Linked DNA regions of Podarcis muralis: region 1 is linked to region 2. A link is a contact called in public Hi-C data. All regions are on one chromosome and are shown on one strand. Each heading gives the region's core, a stretch centred on a gene start, on an enhancer-like site or on the middle of the called end of the contact. The rest is flanking DNA. Distances are from core to core; before and after follow the strand shown. Region 1 holds the start of MLLT10 (MLLT10 histone lysine methyltransferase DOT1L cofactor). Region 2 holds the start of BMI1 (BMI1 proto-oncogene, polycomb ring finger).

Region 1 (2,994 bases), core at 243-2,742, 300 kb after region 2:
GGGTCGAGAGGGGCGATTACGAGAGACTCGAGCTCGGCACGAGCGCGCCCGGCGCGCTGGCTTCTGGGTAAGCAAATGGCCGAGCGGCAAAAGGAAACGCCGAGGGGGAGGAGAAGGCAGGAAGGCAGGAGGTGAAAGGTCACCGGCCCGCAGGCCCCGCCCCCTGCGCCCGGGTAAATGAATGGAAAGAGCCCAGGCGAGAAGAGGAAAAGGGAAGCTGCTGCTGCTGCAGCGGCGGCGGCTTCCTCGTGCTAACTGTGCTTGCCTGCCTGCCTCCTCGCCACTCTTCTTCTCTGGGGGGAAGGAGGCAGCGACGCCTTACATTGGCGTAAGGAGACGTTGGGCTCCTTCTCTCCAGTCTCCTCCCCCCGCTGCTCCCGGACAATGCAGCCGAAGGGGAGAGCTATAAACATTGGACGGGGGGGGGGGGTCCTCTGCTGCTGCTGCTGCTGCGGGGGGACAACTTAGGCGATGCCGCCTCCGCTTTCTGAGCTTGGGCCACACCAGGCCCCGGGTTCTCCCTGCTCCCGCCGAGGCAAGAAGCGCTTTCTCGGCTGCAAAGGACCTTGCAGCCTCCAGTTCCCGGTTTCTCCCTTGCCCCACAAAACCCCAAACAGGAGAGCTGTTGGTGAAGCCTTCCTCAGCCCGCGCCCGCACAAACCTCGCCGGGCCCTTTTTCTCCTTTGCTCCCCGCGATCGGGGGCGGGGAGACCCTGATATATTCTCTACGTTCCCTTCCAGGGCCGCTTTCCCGAAGGCGGCGGCGAGATCTTGCGTTTTAAAACGCAGCCCCGTCCCTTCGCGCGGCTCCTATCCGATTTTCCACGCGGAAAGCCCGGCCGAGCTGCAGGCGCCGGCTCGCCCTTGGAAGGGAGGGTTTAGGTGGTGTTTGGGGTGTTTTTTTTTCCTTCTCGCGGCCGAGGCGGCGCGAGCCGTTTCTCCAGTTTCAGCGCCGCTGAATTGGCGGCGGACCCGTTTGCTGCAGGCGGTGCGAGGGAGGAGGCGGCGGCTGCTGGGATCCTTCTCCCTTTCTCTTTGGAGTAGTCGACGTGTTATTTAAATCCGCGCGCCGGTGGCTAGTTTCTCAAACGCCCCGCTCGCTCCAGCCTTTCTTATCTAAAAGCGAAAAAGTTGTGCGAGTCGCCTCTCCCTTCCCCCTCCCCAGTGTCTCCTCGATGAGAAATGGAGGAAGAAAATGCAAAACGCTTCAGAGGGAGAAGTGGTCCCCTTTGTTCTGGCATTGTTTCTCCACGAACTGGCGGCTACAAGGATAAAACACTTACCTTCTCTCCTTTTTGCTGCGAAATCCAGACGTTCCCATCGGCTGCAAAATACACAATCCACCTTAGAAAGGGACTAGAGATGTAGAGAGAGTTTGTATTCCGTTCTTTTGCGCGCTCTTCCCATTTTGGGGCAAGATTAAGTTGCCGAGCACGTTGTTGCAAGCTGTAGCCCCCCGCCTCAGTGAATGGTCACGTTTAGGACCCTCCAAGGCCATCCTAAGTCTGCCAGTAGAATCCGAGGGTATTGAAGGTCTAAAACTTTCAAAAGGAAAGGGGGCCTGGAACTAGCCAGAGAGCTGCAAATATAAACTAGGATGCCCCCCGCCGCCGCCACCATACGCACATGCCCCCCCCCCTTAGCTTTAAATAAGGAAACCTTCCCCGGTGAGAGTTTAACGTGAAAGAAAGAAAAAGTTTGCACTTTATTAATTCCTTAAGAGCGAATGTGTTAAAAGCCGATCCCTGCCTGCATTTGAAACCCACTACCCTTGTTGCTCTCACCCCATGTGGCAAAAGTTTTGAATCTCGAAATAAAAACAAATGAGCCGGCGGTAGAAAACGAGGTTTGGAAGTTTAGGTTATGGTTGTAGCTGGGAGAAAATGTGTCGGAGGAGGAGGAGGAACAGTTTTTTGCTTTGTTTTTAAGAGGAAATGCTGTTGGTGTCACTATTTTGGTAACGCGATGATCAAGCGAGCAAAAGAAGCCCATTCACTGATTTCTGCATACTCCAGGCGATGTTTAATGCTCAGCCTCGCAGGTATTAGTGTCCAAACCTGCATTTAATCTGATTATGATGAGGTATGCTGATACAATGGATAGCTGAATAGATCCTTGTGTCTTAGCAAATGAGGTGGATTTTCGGCTTCCCTCGGTTTCCGGGAATGAGAGGAAATAAGGCGCTGATTGTCCACCAACACCTTCTGAAGCCCCTCAAACATCTTTGGGTTTGGGTTGTGGGTGGAAATGAGCATAGCCCCCTCAGCGCCATATTGTAGCACCGGGCTGGATGTCCCGGCTCTTTTATGGCTAGACCTGAAAGTTTCGCTCTCTGTGTGCAACTGGAGAAATGAAGAAAAATAACAACAAATATGGAGCAGGCGTCTCTGGTGTCTTTTCTGTCCCTCATGTAACGCTCCCCATTTCCTCTTTACCACCCTTCTAAAAGGGTGATCTGCTGCATAGGAAAGGAATGAAAAGATTGCAATAAAAGCAAAACCGAGTAAATAAGGTTGAGGGCAGAAGGAGAGGTTTTCTTTGCCAGCCTTTAATTGCCACTGAAACATTCTACAGTTGTAAACATTCCTTATTTATTCAGCCCAAATAGGCAGGCATTGTCTTGCTTTTATCGCAATCGTAATTATGGTGTCCTTTAAACTGGCTGATAGCTAGGGAGATAAGGGAATGTGCCTGTAGCTTCAGATCAAATCTCTCTCCGTCCCTCTCCCTCCCTCTCGCTCTCTCCCCCTCCCCGGGTCATCAGGATCCCCACAGTCCTTAGAGATGAGGAACGCTGGAAGACTCTGGCCTGGCCATTCCTTACGTCACGAAAGTGATTTGTACCACATTGCTAATTTGGTGCAATCCCTAACCCTTTGGATCTCGTGTGCGTTTGTAATTGCCTTTTGCTGCTTGCTTCAATTTTTGGAGCGTTATTTTTGGCGGCAATTTGGAGGGGGCGTTTGGGGTGGGCAATATATCTTTTGCAATCGA
Region 2 (3,231 bases), core at 277-2,776:
AGCGAGAACCGCCATCTTACGAGCCATCCAGTCCCACACCGGGGTCCGCCAAACTTAAGTTAATAAAATTCCTGGGAGAGCCCTCCTGAGCGCGACCAGCCCCCCAGCGGGATCGCCCCCTCGGGGGGGACCCATCCCTATAAGATGGGGGCTCTGCGGGGATCCTGAAACCCCCTGCAAGGCGCTTCTTGGCCAGGCAGCCGCCGTCCCCTGACCCAGGCAGCGCCAGGTTTCATGCACCGCCCGCGTTCAATCGAAATCTGCATTTAAACAAAGGAGCCCCAGAGAGATCGGCGAGCAGGGGCTGAAAATAGAAATATCCTCCTGCGGGGCCATGTGCCCAGGAAGGGGCTAGCGGCGAGCCGAGGGAGGAAAGGAACCGAAATCCGCCGGAGGGGGGGCGTCGCCCCAGCCAGTGCACGGGCCGCCGCCGCCGCGCCTCCCGGGGTCCCTGCGCGGAGGGCGAGGGCGCGCGGGCGCGGAGGCAGCGCGGAGATGGAGCAGCCTGTCAGCGCTTTCCCCACCCGGAGAGCCCGGGGACACCTAGCAAGGCTGGCGCCCCTTCGCAGCCCCCCGAAACCGCCTCCCAGGCCCCGCCGCCCCCCGGCCCCCGGAGGGCAGCCGCGCCCGGGGATACGTACCCGCGAGAAGGAGCCGGCGGGCGACGATCCGAACCGCCCCGAAAGACAATGAAAGTTAAAAGTCGCTCAGCAGAAAATGAATGTGAGCCAAGCGGCCATCTTGAAATGAACTGCAGACGCTGTCAATTGCAATGAGCGCAGGGCTGCCGCCGCCGCCGCGCTCAGCTCAGCTCATGCTCGCTCCCCCGCAGCCGGGCTCCTCTCCGCCACCGAGCCCCCTCCCTCGCCCTCGGATCCCTGCGCCGCCCCAGGAGTTGGCTCTGCCTCCCCCCCCCCCGCAGCCCTCGCTCTCCCTCGCCTCCTCTCTCTGCCTCTCCCCACCTCCTTCTCAATGCGCAGCTCCAGTGCTGGGATCTCAAAATCTTTCTAATCCGGATGGTTTGCCTCTCCTCCTCCGCCAGCCCATTGTCTCTTGCGCTCTTTCTTTTCTTCCTCGGCTTCCCCCCCACCCCTTCACCCACTCGCCTCGCAATCTCTTTCCCCCTCTACTGTGCTTTTTCTTTCTTTTTTTCGGCCCCTCGGAGAGGGAGGCTCTTCCTCCCTCCCTCCTTCCCACTCCTCCTCCTCCTCTTTTTTTCCCCCTTTACGAGGAAAAAAAAATTGTGATTATTTCATAGTTGTGGAGGGAGCCAGGGGAGAGGAGGGAGAGTGGCGGGCGAGGAGGGGGCTGCTGGCTGCCGCCGCTGCTGCTGGTGGTGGAAAATGCAACGCTGAAAGGCACACAGTGGAAACTGACACCGTCCCCAAAATGGCTCAGAGTTCGCCCGCCCCGCCAGGATCACGTGGGGCTCCTCATTCCTTAAGGGTGGCCTGGGAATTAGTGTCGGTGTAGTCGGAGCCCGTCAGCCTCCCTGTGACCCAATCCCGCGGCTCGGCCGCCTCCCCCTCCCCGCGCGCCACCCTCCCCTCCCCTCCCCTCCCCCTCCCCGCACTCCGCCTGGTCCTCCGCCTCCCTCCGCTCCACACACACTTCGCCGAGTCCTCCTTTTCTCCACCGCGCTCACGCTGCTGCTGCTGCTGCCTCTGCTGAGCTGCCGCTGCCGCTTGTTCCACCTCCCCCCCTTCTCTCTCTCTCTCACACACACAAAATGTATTATTCATTTTCTTCCCCCCGAACACACCCACTCCACGCTTGTAGAGTCGCTTTGCCCGTTCCTTCTCGTTTCCCCACATTTTGTACACCCTGTCACTTCACGCGCACAATCTCTCTCTCTCTTTTCTTCTGGCTTAACTGCAACACACACAAACCTCTTTTTCTCTGCTTCCCCTCCCCCCGCTATCGCCTCTTTCTTTTCTATATTTGCTCCTTCTCTGACCGACACCTATCTATTCCTTAAATATGTCTCTGTGTGTGTGTGTGTCTCCCACTCGGCCCCCCGCCCCAGGGCACAATAAACTGAAGCTTGCCACCTTTTGGCTTAGTCCATTCCCCTCATCTAAACCTGTCTACTCCGCTCTTTGCGCCTGCTGCCACCTCTCCCTCCTCACACGACGGTGGCCCCAACTCCGCAGCCCACCATTTTAATATCTGGAGGTGGCACCCAAAGCAAGGTCCCCTTGTCCTCGAAGCGTCTCGTCTGGTGGCTTCCCTCCCGCGCGCACGAGACGCGGCTCTCCTCCGCCGTCGTTGCCCCACAGCCTTCCTTGGGTGCCCGCGCCCAAAATTGCCCCCTGCCGCTCCCAAGCTGCTGTGGGCAAGACCTTTGGCGACGCGACAGGAGACTTGCGCAGCAAAGGCGTTTCAGGTATCGTGGGTGTCGGAAGTGCAACGGGCGGCCAAGGCGAACTAACCCGCAGCCGCGTCTCTGCGCTTCCACCTCCGCCCCTCGTTTCCTTATATTTTCCCGCCTTGGCATCCGATCCACGCGTCGTCTGTAGACGAGCTGCTTCTCCTCAGTGCGCCCCAACACACTTCCCGCCCTGCACATCCCCACCCTCCCCACGCGACCCCCGTTTCCTCCGCCTGCTATTTCCTATCCAGCGCCCCCAGTCTTTGCCTCCTTTCGCCTTCCACTTTTACCATTCTCGTCTCACGATTTATATACACCCTAGAAATGTTTGAAAACTGACCCCCTCCCCCCTTCTCCACGCCTGTCTCTCTCTCTCTTCCTTTCCTTCTAAGGACCCGATCCCGATTTCCTTCCTTTATTTCGGTTCCCTCTCACGCGGCTTTGACTTCGCCATCCCTCGCGCCTTTTTTTGCCCACCCAAAGTGCCCTCATCCTTCGTCCTGGGCTTTTCTCCCTCCACAACCCCAATTGAGATTCCTCAGATACACGACGTTTCCCCCCCCCCCCCGCCCTTCATCTCTTATTTTCTTTAACGTGTTTAAACACAAGAGCGTTCCTGACCCCCCAGCCCCGCGAAACCACCCATTTCCCCTTGACTGGCGAACAGTCTTCCCGGCCTTGAACACGCCGTCTCGTTTCCCGCCTTTCTTCGTCGTATCAGTTCCCTTCTCCACACCAGCTCTGCCACCTCACGTTTCGTCACGGGCGATAAATATGATCGCATTGAGGCAACAAATGTCTTCCGCGAACCCCCCCCCCACCCCTTCCCTACCACAATTTTCCCTCCCCTCCCCCACCCT

The links. Hi-C and Micro-C count contacts between places; a contact is called where the count stands out from the background.
Region 1: a contact with region 2 is called in a Hi-C map of tail, with 2.6 times the contacts expected there. The contact joins the promoter of MLLT10 here to the promoter of BMI1 in region 2. A contact is called at or near these places in 2 of 3 Hi-C or Micro-C datasets (blood and tail).

The regions. Positions count from the first base shown.
Region 1 is chr12:23,807,249-23,810,242 of rPodMur119.hap1.1, forward strand. MLLT10 (MLLT10 histone lysine methyltransferase DOT1L cofactor) reads right to left here and starts at 1,493. Exons shown (of 21, transcript XM_028749764.2): 1 at 1,284-1,493.
Region 2 is chr12:23,509,144-23,512,374 of rPodMur119.hap1.1, forward strand. It overlaps BMI1 (BMI1 proto-oncogene, polycomb ring finger), which reads right to left and starts at 1,527. Exons shown (of 10, transcript XM_077936851.1): 1 at 1,107-1,527.